Linked DNA regions of Sus scrofa: regions 2, 3 and 4 are each linked to region 1. Evidence: chromatin contacts called from public Hi-C data. All regions are on one chromosome and are shown on one strand. The core of a region is the stretch at or near the end of the contact, and the rest is flanking DNA. Distances in the headings are between cores, read along the strand shown.

Region 1 (2,700 bases), core at 187-2,686:
CAATCCAAAAAACTGTCTATTCGATACAGTAGTAAATCACCTCAATTCCTTTGTGGAATGAGTGGAGTGTAAATAAATAAATGAGACATGAGAAAAAAATTCTGGTCAATTGTATCAGAAAGAAATAAAAGATAGGAACATTTGGAGGCCTGGTTTAATAAAAAATATGACAAGGAATTGTATGTGATAGCTGTAAAGAGAGGAAGAATCCTTACTAATATAGTATGTCCATAAAGCAGTTTCTCCCTTCTCTAGGAAGGAAGACGATTTTGTCATTTAAGAATAATTATCAATTCTTTGAAGTTGGAGGATCTATGTTGTAAGATGACTCTTATTCACTTTTACCTCCAGCAAAAAGAATTCAGATTTTCAGCACTTCTTCTAATATTTCTAAAACTGAGTAGGAAGTTCAGATTCCATTTTAGGCAATAGGTATGTTTGGGGGTGTATTTTTTGTTGTTACTTTGCATTTTTTTACATCAGTGGTGGTAAAATTGTCTTTTATTTTATTTTGAGAGAACTCCAAAATGTTCTCATTCTTCCTTTTGCAATTAGTGTTTGGTGTGGTTCTTAGAGAATTATACTAAAATGACTTGCATGTGACTACTTAATTTTTTTACTATTTTACTGTCTGACATTTTCGGTATGAAATATTAATAGAGCCATTACTCTGTGTCAGGTTTTGGGTTCCAGGTGGGGATGAAAGGCAAGTTATAACAAATTTTGTGTTCTGTAGGAGCTGGAAAGTAGTAAAGTGATTCTCAACATCAAATTCCAGGATGTCTAGCATCAGAATCACATTCAGGGCTTGTTTAAAATGCAATCAAGTCTCACGCTAAACAGCTAGAAAGCAGAATTTCTAGAAGTGGGACTTTGGGATCTGCACTGTAATAGTTTCCCTCTGAATTTAATGAAAACTAAAATTTAGTGAGGGTTGAAGGATAGAAGAATAAACAATTTACGTTGCGACTGGCGCTACAATACAATCTTCAAAGCACAATAGTAGCATCTAGGAAGGACCATTGCCATGGCAGTTTTTACCTAAAGAAAAAAAATTCCCTACACACACACACACACACACACACACACACACACACACACACACACAGACTTTCTGGGGTTTTTAGAAAAATCCGGTAAGAAGATTTAGAGAGGAGACAATAAGTATTTGTTGATTAAACGATCAGCTTGGAGGGAACAGATACTATAATTCTGTTCCAATATTCTTTTTGATGCTTATAGGTGGACAGTGGTACCTATCTCTGTTCAGCTTTTTGTCCTGAGAGCTCTCTCCTGCTCGTAGCGAGGGCAATCGGTCCTCCCAAGCGTCTGAACCAGGTAGGAAAGAGTGTAAGAGCCAATCGGAGCGCTCTCCGGCGCCGCTCCCGGCCGGCTTCCTCCGGGAGGACTGGCGGAAGAAGGGACTCTCTTACCGTCATTCAGTCAGACAAAGACGACCACAGGGGTTTAGGGAGGTCGAAAACTTCAGGTGGGGCACTATGCGAGGTTTTAAACCTCGGCGGAGCTGATGAAAGGCCAGTAAGTCTCTTAACCGGGAAACCCGGAGGCCCTTTCGGCACCTTATTTTCCGGGATCGTGGAGAAACGGCCCGCAGTCGTGGCGGTGCCAGGGACCAAAATGGCGGCGCGGCGCTTCAGCCCCCGGGTCAGGTGACGCAGCCCCAGGCCGCTCGCTTCCCACCAGCCGCTGCTCCTCCCTCGTCCCCTCGTAGGGGCGGGTGTGGCCTGACCGCGGACTCTTTTCGGAGGCGAGGCGCACCGAGGGACACACATGCGCAGTCAGGGTCCCTTCGGGCCACCGCCCCGCCCATCGCCCCGCCCCGAAGTGCCGGGCGGGGCTGGGCCAAGAGTCCAGCCGCTGTGGCCAGGACTTCAGCGACTTCCTTGTTGTGAGCCTTCGCCCGGCAGTGTCCGGACTGGTAGGCACGCCGTCCTTACAGGGATCGCTAGCCCGAGTCTAGGTCGCAGCCACAACCCCAGCCCGTTTCAGCACAGGTCCTTCCCCCGCACGCTCCGCGCTCCCTGACATGCCCAACCCCAGCAGCACCTCCTCTCCCTACCCCCTCCCCGAGGAAATTAGGAACCTGTTGGCAGGTAAAAAGCGGGAAGGGGGCGGGTAACGCGGCGGGGGCGGGGGGACGGCGAGCCGATGGGGACAGAAGCGTTCAGCGTCTCTCCTCTTCCCTGCCCGCGCTCACCTCTTCTGGCCATTGGGAGCGGGACTGGGAGGGGGCAAGTGGGGTCTGAGAAGGAGAGTGGGCGTGCGTGTTGAAATTTGGTTCGAGGATGGTGGCGAAGCCCTGCTTGGTGGGCTACACTAAGGCGATCAGGGCAGTTCTTTGTGTGTGTGTGTGTGTATGTGTGAGTGTGAGTGTGTGTGAGAGAGAGAGAGGAGGGAGGTGAGAGATCAAAGAACTAATTCTTTGGTCGCTGGACCGATGAGGAGAAAGAGATTTCTGAGCTACAGGCGTTAGGAGTTAGGGGTTATGGGACCACAGGGTTTGTCATTTCTAAAACTCCCATCTTTCTTGAACATTCAGTCTACTCATATTTGAGCTTTTCAAAGAGGGCCTGACTTTCAAATAGCCACTTGTCTTCAGCCTGAGTAACATGTTAAAACAAAAAAGGAAGGATGTGTTAAAGTCCAACTTCCTGTGTCACACGACGAAAGTACAGTACT
Region 2 (2,700 bases), core at 164-2,663, 160 kb before region 1:
GGCTGAGGGTGATGGAGAACAGGACTCCTGTCCTGGGATGACGCTCAGATTTGCACGTGTCTCTCTAGGGAAGGACTTGAAGGTTCACACAGGGAACCACACAGCCAGTTTACAAAAGGGAGGAGGTGTTGTTGGGGAAGAAGAAAATGTCCTGTCCACCATCAGCCATCTGTCCACTGCCCCTCCCACCTGCCAGCCCCCACCCCCACTTCAGCTGTGCAGTAGAATGGGGGGGGGGTGGATGAAGGAAGCTCTAGCACGCCTAACATTCGCCTCCAGGAAACGAGAAACGTTTCTGGGGGTGGCGGGGTGGGAGGGGAGGTGGAGGGGGAGTTCATCGTACTTCACTGTGGTCTCGCCCTTTGAGGCCCAGGTCGGTGTACACAGGCTCCTGGGTCCTAGGGAGCCGGCAGATGGCCTGCAGCGCACGGCCCGGCCCCCACGCTGGCCACGTCGGCTAGCGTCATCTCTCTCCCCCGCCTCCTACCCCTCAAAATCCGGCAGCAGAGTTGCTCCGGATCCCGCAGGGCTCCCAGAACAGAGCTGAGTGGGGAGGAGAAAGGGGCGGAGAGCGAGGAGAGAGGGAGGGCGAAGAGCCGGGCCACCCCCGGCCTTTTCCGGCAAGCTTAGCTCCCAAGGTTCACCCGTTCCCGAGCATCGAATTACAGCAGCTCCCCGTTGCCACGCTAACAGCTCGTGGGGGTGGGGGAGGAACGGGGGCTTCAAGACCCTACAGGGAGAGGGAAGTTTCCTTTCTTGCGCTTGTCCCCTCCACGCCCACTCGGGTTCCCCCAGCCAGCCCTCTGCGCACTTCCCTCTCCTTCCGGAGACCTGGTGGTGGCCCAGCCTCGTCCCCCGCCACCGTTCTCGGCTCTCCTCACTGCCCCCAAGGCATCACAGAAGGGACGGCAGTGAAAGCGCCCGGGGAGCGACCCTTCCAGTTCCTCGCGTTCCGGGCTCAGCCAGTGTGCAAGTGGCGGCCCAGCGAGCTCCCTCCCACTGACTCCCGACCCAAGAGAGCGCGGAGCCCTCTTGGCGTCTCACCTCTTGCCAGTTCCTCTTTCTGTGCACGGTGGGGAGGGGGGCGGTGACCGAGGATGGCTCTCAGCCCCCACCTCCCGGAGGGGGGCGATCGGAGTCGGCCACTCGCAGAAGGCAGCCCCTGCTCCCCTTCGCCCCAACGCTGGGAATCTGCCCCTGCAGCCGCCGCAGCTGCTGCTGCCGCCCGGGCTGCCTGGGGGGGCGACTGCGCGTCACCTAGACTGAGGAGCGCCGGGGATTTAAATGCCACTGAAAGGGTGATCCATCACCGCAGGAGCCAGCAAACTTTCGCAGGAGGCTCCGCCATTGGCTGAGAGAGTCACGTGCCCCTCCCCTAGCGCCCTCCGCCCTCCCGCCCCCCCTCTTGCGCACTGTACATTCATATCATTTTTCTTCTCCGGCCCCATGGAGGAAGTGAGAAAGTTGGCACGGTCACTCAGGGCTTCGCAGGACCCGGTCACTCAGTGACAGATGGACAATGCAAGAATGAGCTCCTTCCTGGAATACCCCATCCTCAGCGGTGGCGACTCGGGGACCTGCTCAGCGCGAGCCTACCCCTCCGACCATGGAATTACAACTTTCCAGTCGTGCGCGGTCAGTGCCAATAGCTGTGGCGGCGACGACCGCTTCCTAGTGGGCAGGGGGGTGCAGATCAGCCCGCCCCACCACCACCACCACCACCACCACCATCACCACCCCCAGCCGGCCACCTACCAGACTCCTGGGAACCTGGGGGTGTCCTACTCCCACTCGAGTTGTGGTCCAAGCTACGGCGCGCAGAACTTTGGCGCGCCTTACAGCTCCTACGCGTTAAATCAGGAAGCAGAAGTAAGTGGTGGGTACCCCACGTGCGCTCCCGCTGTTTACTCTGGAAATCTCTCATCTCCCATGGTCCAGCATCACCACCACCACCAGGGTTATGCCGGGGGCGCGGTGGGCTCGCCTCAATATATTCACCACTCATATGGACAAGAGCATCAGAGCCTGGCCCTGGCCACGTATAATAACTCCTTGTCCCCTCTCCACGCCAGCCACCAAGAAGCCTGCCGCTCCCCTGCATCAGAGACGTCTTCTCCAGCGCAGACATTTGACTGGATGAAAGTCAAAAGGAACCCTCCCAAAACAGGTCAGTCTTGCCCTTCCATGAATGATCCTTGATTATTCAGGAAGGAGCCGGTATGCTTAGTTTCCAAGGAAAATTAATCAAGGTTTTGTTTTGTTTTTTTCTTTAAAATTCTTGCTTCCCACCGGTGTTGTAGGGTGTTGGGAGGCTGCCCAGGTGTGGTTGGCACAAAGGAACATCTGGGATTGTTGTGTTTCCAAGGGGGCTGAGTTTTAGAGGTTTTGGAAGTAGGACGTGGGAAAGTGGGTAGGTGTGTATGTGTGTGTTAATATCTCCAGGCTCCATTAATCACTGGTCTGACCATGCTAATGGGTGACTTCAGATGAACGCTTTACACCTCATCACTCACCCTCCCAAGCCCGGCTTGTGTTGAGAAATTCTTGATTCCCCCTTTGCCTGAATCTTGCTCTGAAGCCTACAGGGACTCTCATATCGAATATAAATTTTTTCCCCTTTTTTCCCCATCGCTTCCCCTTGCCCTCAGGGAAAGTTGGCGAGTACGGCTACGTGGGTCAGCCCAACGCGGTGCGGACCAA
Region 3 (2,700 bases), core at 76-2,575, 210 kb before region 1:
CCTGCTCCCATCCGGGGGGCTTCCGCAGCTTCAGGGGAACCCGGCGCTTTGCAAAGGTCTGAGCATTTATTTCGTACAAGGAAACAAAACAAAACCAAACCACACACAGCCAATCCCAGCGGTGGAGCGGGGCGCACTGCACACGCAGCCCCGCTCGCCAAGGCTGCCCAAGCCGGCTCCAGATCTCAGGGCGCGCCCCGAATCCGTCCCCCGCTCTCGTGTCAGCGCCTCTGCACGCCTCTGAGCTCGGGGCGCCGGGGCGCGGGAGAGGAAAGAACCCTCGGGCCGAGCCCCTTTTAGAGGCTGGGCGCTTCCGCCTCGGTTCCTCGCCACCAAGTCCCGGAGGGCATCGCCACATCACCTCGGACCACTGGAAAGAGGGGGCCTCAGGGCTGGGGCCCCAGCACTGCCGTGGCCTCCTAGGCCGCCCCCAGGCAGGAAGGAGCGCGAGGAACAAAGAGGGCGGGAGAGAGCTAGTCTCTCGGCCCCGCGCGCAACCGTCCGTGGAAGAGAAGCAGCCTCAGCGCAGCCGAGCCAACCTGGGCGCGGGTGGAACTTTACAGCCCTGGGAACGACTGGGCTCCCGAAGGCTCCGAGCTCCGGATCCCGGCTCCCTGCCTCTGACAGTGCGGGCGCTGCCACCACAACAGCTTTCAGGACCTAAGGAGGGGGCCCTGGGCTAAGGGAGCGGCCAGAGTCCTGGTTTCCAAACGTGCCAGGGGCGCCTGCGTTGCCTGGCCTTCGGCGGGGAGACCGAGCCCACCCCCCGTGCCTTTAGGCTGTATTTATGACTTACTTTCATCTTACAGAACCCAGGAGGCTAACTACGGAGATACTAGACACTGCCGCAACATGCTTTCGTTAGCGCCCTCGTTTTACTCTTGGAGGTCTAAGCAAGACCCTAATAGCTCGACCCATGGATCTCTCGCCCCTAAGCAGCTTCCGAGGCTGCGGGGAGCCTGGGCCCACTCGCTGGGTTCACCGAGAATCCTCCGACTTGGGGCCGGGTTGGCTCGAGGAAAGGGACCGGGTGGTGAAGATTCTCCAGGCTGGATACTTAAAGCAAATAAAATAGCAAACTAATGACACGAAAACCGTATTTACACGAAAGAAAAATCGACCCCGGTTATAAAAGTGTATGGAATTTGACCTCGCCTCGGAGAAACACTACACAAAAGCTATCTTTAATAGACGCCTGTCATTTAAGAGCGGCAGGGACACTGTCCCTTATGCGCTCGCAAAAACAGAGCCGTAATTGTAGCTGCTGCTGGCAGGATTTATTTCTCCAATTGGCTCAATGGCCTCCCCCCTTCCCCGAAGGTGATATCTGTATTTTCAAATTTCAGAGCTGCCGGCACGACGGGCAGAACTGACCCCAACCTCGACACAAAAATAAGAGGGGCTGCACAGCGGGGAAATAAAGTTGTTGTAAATAAAATCCAAGTCACCATCTCCTCCCAATCCTCTGCAGCCTCGCCGGGCACGCGATCGGCAGCTGACGGCCTCACAATTGGTACATCCTAATGGAACTGCGAGGGAAATGCAATAATTTTGCCATAATGGGCTGTAACCTCAATTCGACCCCGGCCCTTGCAGCCCCGGGTCGGAAGCGGGGCGATGCGCCCTGCCTCCAGCGGGTGGCGCTCGAGTCCGACTGAACGGCGGCGGCGGGCGGCGGGCACGCGCCTGGGGCGCGCGCGCCACCCCTCTCGCCTCCACCCAACTCCCCCATTAGTGCACGAGTTTACCTCTAGAGGTCATCAGGCAGGATTTACGACTGGACAACAAAAGCACGTGATTCGAAGTCGTACCCCATATTTGGGTGCCTACGTAGGAGGGAACCAAGTACATGTCCCAGTCATTTCCATAATTCATCATAAATTGTGCAAGGGTGCTATAGACGCACAAACGACCGCGAGCCACAAATCAAGCACACATATCAAAAAACAAATGAGCTCTTATTTTGTAAACTCATTTTGCGGTCGCTATCCAAATGGCCCGGACTACCAGTTGCATAATTATGGAGATCATAGTTCCGTGAGCGAGCAATTCAGGGACTCGGCGAGCATGCACTCCGGCAGGTACGGCTACGGCTACAATGGCATGGATCTCAGCGTCGGCCGCTCGGGCTCCGGCCACTTTGGCTCCGGGGAGCGCGCCCGCAGCTACGCGGCGGGCGCCAGCGCGGCGCCCACCGAGCCCAGGTACAGCCAGCCGGCCACGTCCACGCACTCGCCTCCGCCCGACCCGCTGCCCTGCTCCGCCGTGGCCCCCTCGCCCGGCAGCGACAGCCACCACGGCGGGAAAAACTCCCTGGGCAACTCCAGCGGCGCCTCGGCCAACGCCGGCAGCACCCACATCAGCAGCAGAGAGGGGGTTGGCACGGCGTCCGGAGCCGAGGAGGACGCCCCCGCCAGCAGCGAGCAGGCGAGCGCGCAGAGCGAGCCGAGCCCGGCGCCGCCCGCCCAACCCCAGATCTACCCCTGGATGCGCAAGCTGCACATAAGTCATGGTAAAGCCAGCCTTTTTCTAAATCCACGCGGCCGCGGGGGCGCGGCTCTCGGTCCCCCCCTCTCTCCTTTACCGCCCTCTCTCTCCCCGTCCCTCTCCTGGTCTCGCCTCTCCCAGCCCTATGGAACCTTTCCCCGCCGTCCTCCTTCCCCTGCCTCCCTTCTTCCTCCTCCTCTTCTCGGCAGCGCC
Region 4 (2,700 bases), core at 180-2,679, 140 kb after region 1:
TGGAAACTGTTTAAATCTAAGTAGAGAAATGTTACATAAATCATGAGTCTGGGAGTTTAATGTGCTTTGTTGGTTAGAGAAATATCTTGGACTTTTCGGGAAGATAATATGACTTGTTAGATACAAAAGGGAATTTGGAAATAAGGTCACTTATTGATTTAAACACTAGTTGACTGGTGCGTAAAACATACACAGAGAATCTTCGAACATTCCAGTGAGAGATCTTAGGGGTCATGTATCTATCCTTGGTTTTACAGATGAGGGAACTTGGGTCAAAAAAGCACCAGAGCCAGTACTTAACGAGGCATCTTGACTCCCAGACCAGGGCTTTCCACTCTTTTTTTTTTTTTTTTTTTTTAGCTTGTATCTATCTTCCTTCCTTTTTTCCCCCTCCCTTCTTTCCTTCCTTCCTTCCTTGTGTTTAATTTAAACTATTATAAAGTACCTATAATGTTCGGGGGCCCCTTGTAGGCACCAGGAATCCAAAGAAAATGAGATATAAGGACTTGTAGATTATCAAAGGGAAAATAGTAAATACAGCCAAGTGCGATAACTGCTAGTTGAGATGCCCAAAGCTAAGACCTGTCTCATTTCTCTCAGTCCTTTGCTCACTCGTATGGGGTTTTTTTCTGTTTTGTTTTGTTTTAAGAAAGATGCTTTCAGTTCTTGGAAGCTATAAATAGCCATATTAACAACTCTTGGATTAAGCCTATTACAGAGCATTCAGTAGTCAGCTTTTTGAGTTGGTTCCCTAATATAGAAAGCAAACTGATTAGTTTCAGTTCTGGACAAGAAACTTTCTTGGAATCATTGCTGAAATTTACTTAGCTCACAGTTTCTTTTACCAATTTGGCAGTATAAAATTAAATTGTGTGTAAAATTGCATATAAAATTAATTCTATTCATTCATAAGTGATTGGTTTCCACTTGGAATTTCAGACTACGGGGATAAAAGGCAGGTAGCTATTCTGTTCCTCTGGTAAAAAAGGAACCTTCCAAAGCCCATGTGGGTCTGCCCTCGAAGTCTGCTTGATGACTCAAGCTGCCTTTGTTGCCGAAAGCCTCAGAGAACCAGGCTCTGGGACAGGCTGGCAGGCAAGCCCCTTTCACTTGGCTTGTGTTATTTCTACCATCGCCTCAGAAAATCATTTTCAGTGGATGTGAAATTGAAAGTACAATCGTCGGTGTGTATCAGGTTTCTAGGATTCCGGGGACAGCTATTCCTGTTCCCCCAAACCTGTTTTGTGGAGATTATAATTTTATATGTTCAGCCTGTCGTAGGGCGAAGGCCAGTGTGTGATCCACTCGTAGGAAGAATATACTCTCATCTAAAATTTCTAACGGCTATTATTTGGGTGTGGGCTGACCAAAAATACTGCCTTTATCAGCCTTTCACAAGGCTTAAAGTTCCGCCGTTGGCATTTCATGAGAGGCCTTCTAGCGAGGGCCATTTTATCTGGAGCTCATTGTGGTTTTTGAAAGAGGACTTGGTGCTGTGCAACGCCAGCATAGCACCGCGTTGGCTGGATGATCAAATACCCACATCTACCCAGCTGCGGTCCTTATACAATTGGGCAGGTTGGTCTTGGTGAGGGTGAAAGAGAGGAGACTTGGTTTTCCTCTGTGGAATTTGGACAAATTGTGGGCCATGGATGGGCATCTTGGCTGTTGTTTGTCAGGTTGCTTTGGGAGTCAGGATGTGTTTGGAAAGACTCTTCCCTACGCGGCTTTGGGCAAGTTCGGATAGGAACCTCTGGAGACTCTAATTTTATATTTGCTTGGTCTTCCAGTATTTAATCAAAACTTTGGCAAAAAATGGCCACAAAATGATATCATAAATTTATTTAATATGTGCATGACCATGGCAGTTTGAATGCTGGGTGTTATTATAAATTCAGAACTCAAGGCTCTGAGAACAAGAGAGCCAACGATTGCTTTAAAGGGCCTGTTTTTAGATCAAAGTAGGGCTGATGCTATATATCAGTAGGTTTTTTTTTAAAGTTCAGTAAGTATAGAAATCACTAGCATTGTTAGGTGCCTAGAAATTTGTTTAATCGTTTGTAGAGTTAGATTTTGTGATGAAGGAATGCAATTTTGCCATTTGAATTTATTTTTTACACCATCTAGTGGCTCAGAATGAGTGGTGCAGGTAATTGCAGCTAATGCGCACAATCAAAATGATGTCATAAATCCAACTTTAAATCTAGCTATGGGTTATTACTTTCCTATCTCATGTCAATAAAGTATAAGCATTAATCATGGAAATTCTTTTCATCATTCTGAATTAAATGTAAAAATTGTATACTTAAGGAAGAATGCATTTTAAGGAGTCTAACAGTATTTAGAGAGATGTTAAAAATGTGTATTTAGTAAAAAAAAAAAAAAAATTAGTGCCATGTCCTTTCTAATGAAAAACACCATTTAAAAGATTTCGAAGAAATACAACTTGCCTTTTTCAAATGGACTGATCTAGAGTTTGTGGTATTTAATTATCCATTGATTTGACTCACCTTCTGGGAAGTTGTTAGTTCTGAAAATAATCTTTTTGAAAAAGACAACACAAGATAGGTTAAGAAAAGATGTGTTCTTTCAGTACAAATATTTAGATAAATCAGGAAACAAAATGGCATGCATTATAATAAAGAGTATTTTAACTTTATAACTGTAAGGACAAACATACTTAGCTAGTTTGATGATTAG

What was found. Hi-C and Micro-C count contacts between places; a contact is called where the count stands out from the background.
Region 2: a Hi-C map of embryonic fibroblasts shows a contact between it and region 1, with 2.8 times the contacts expected there. The contact joins the promoter of HOXA1 here to the promoter of SKAP2 in region 1. A contact is called at or near these places in 21 of 47 Hi-C or Micro-C datasets (alveolar macrophages, embryonic fibroblasts, epiblast stem cells and 13 more) and 1 of 2 datasets of contacts at active chromatin or transcription factors (skeletal muscle).
Region 3: a Hi-C map of liver shows a contact between it and region 1, with 4 times the contacts expected there. The contact joins the promoter of HOXA5 here to the promoter of SKAP2 in region 1. A contact is called at or near these places in 3 of 5 promoter capture datasets (fetal liver, fetal skeletal muscle and skeletal muscle), 20 of 47 Hi-C or Micro-C datasets (alveolar macrophages, embryonic fibroblasts, epiblast stem cells and 10 more) and 2 of 2 datasets of contacts at active chromatin or transcription factors (alveolar macrophages and skeletal muscle).
Region 4: a contact with region 1 is called in a Hi-C map of fetal liver, with 1.6 times the contacts expected there. The contact joins the enhancer-like site here to the promoter of SKAP2 in region 1. A contact is called at or near these places in 15 of 47 Hi-C or Micro-C datasets (embryonic fibroblasts, fetal heart ventricle, fetal liver and 8 more) and 2 of 2 datasets of contacts at active chromatin or transcription factors (alveolar macrophages and skeletal muscle).

The regions. Positions count from the first base shown.
Region 1 is chr18:45,635,493-45,638,192 of Sscrofa11.1, forward strand. SKAP2 (src kinase-associated phosphoprotein 2) reads left to right here and starts at 1,437. Exons shown (of 15, transcript XR_002340310.1): 1 at 1,437-2,114.
Region 2 is chr18:45,476,148-45,478,847 of Sscrofa11.1, forward strand. HOXA1 (homeobox protein Hox-A1) reads left to right here and starts at 1,414. Exons shown (of 2, transcript XM_003134844.5): 1 at 1,414-2,167; 2 at 2,649-2,700. The coding sequence starts at 1,513. It overlaps LOC106506838 (a long non-coding RNA gene), which reads right to left and starts at 1,269. Exons shown (of 2, transcript XR_001302424.2): 1 at 1,045-1,269.
Region 3 is chr18:45,428,366-45,431,065 of Sscrofa11.1, forward strand. It overlaps HOXA5 (homeobox A5), which reads left to right and starts at 1,326. Exons shown (of 2, transcript NM_001195232.1): 1 at 1,326-2,512. The coding sequence starts at 1,951. All of the region lies in intron 1 of HOXA3 (homeobox protein Hox-A3), which reads left to right. HOXA6 (homeobox protein Hox-A6) reads left to right here. Exons shown (of 2, transcript XM_005673298.3): 2 at 1-1,582.
Region 4 is chr18:45,775,727-45,778,426 of Sscrofa11.1, forward strand. All of the region lies in intron 11 of SKAP2 (src kinase-associated phosphoprotein 2), which reads left to right. Among named protein-coding and RNA genes, the nearest start is that of C18H7orf71, 36 kb to the right of the region's middle. Within about 2 kb of position 1,430, at least 5 of the 83 cell types and tissues checked have an H3K27ac peak or open chromatin away from gene starts, as enhancers often do. A contact at or near this core is called in fetal liver and retroperitoneal adipose tissue, where this site is marked.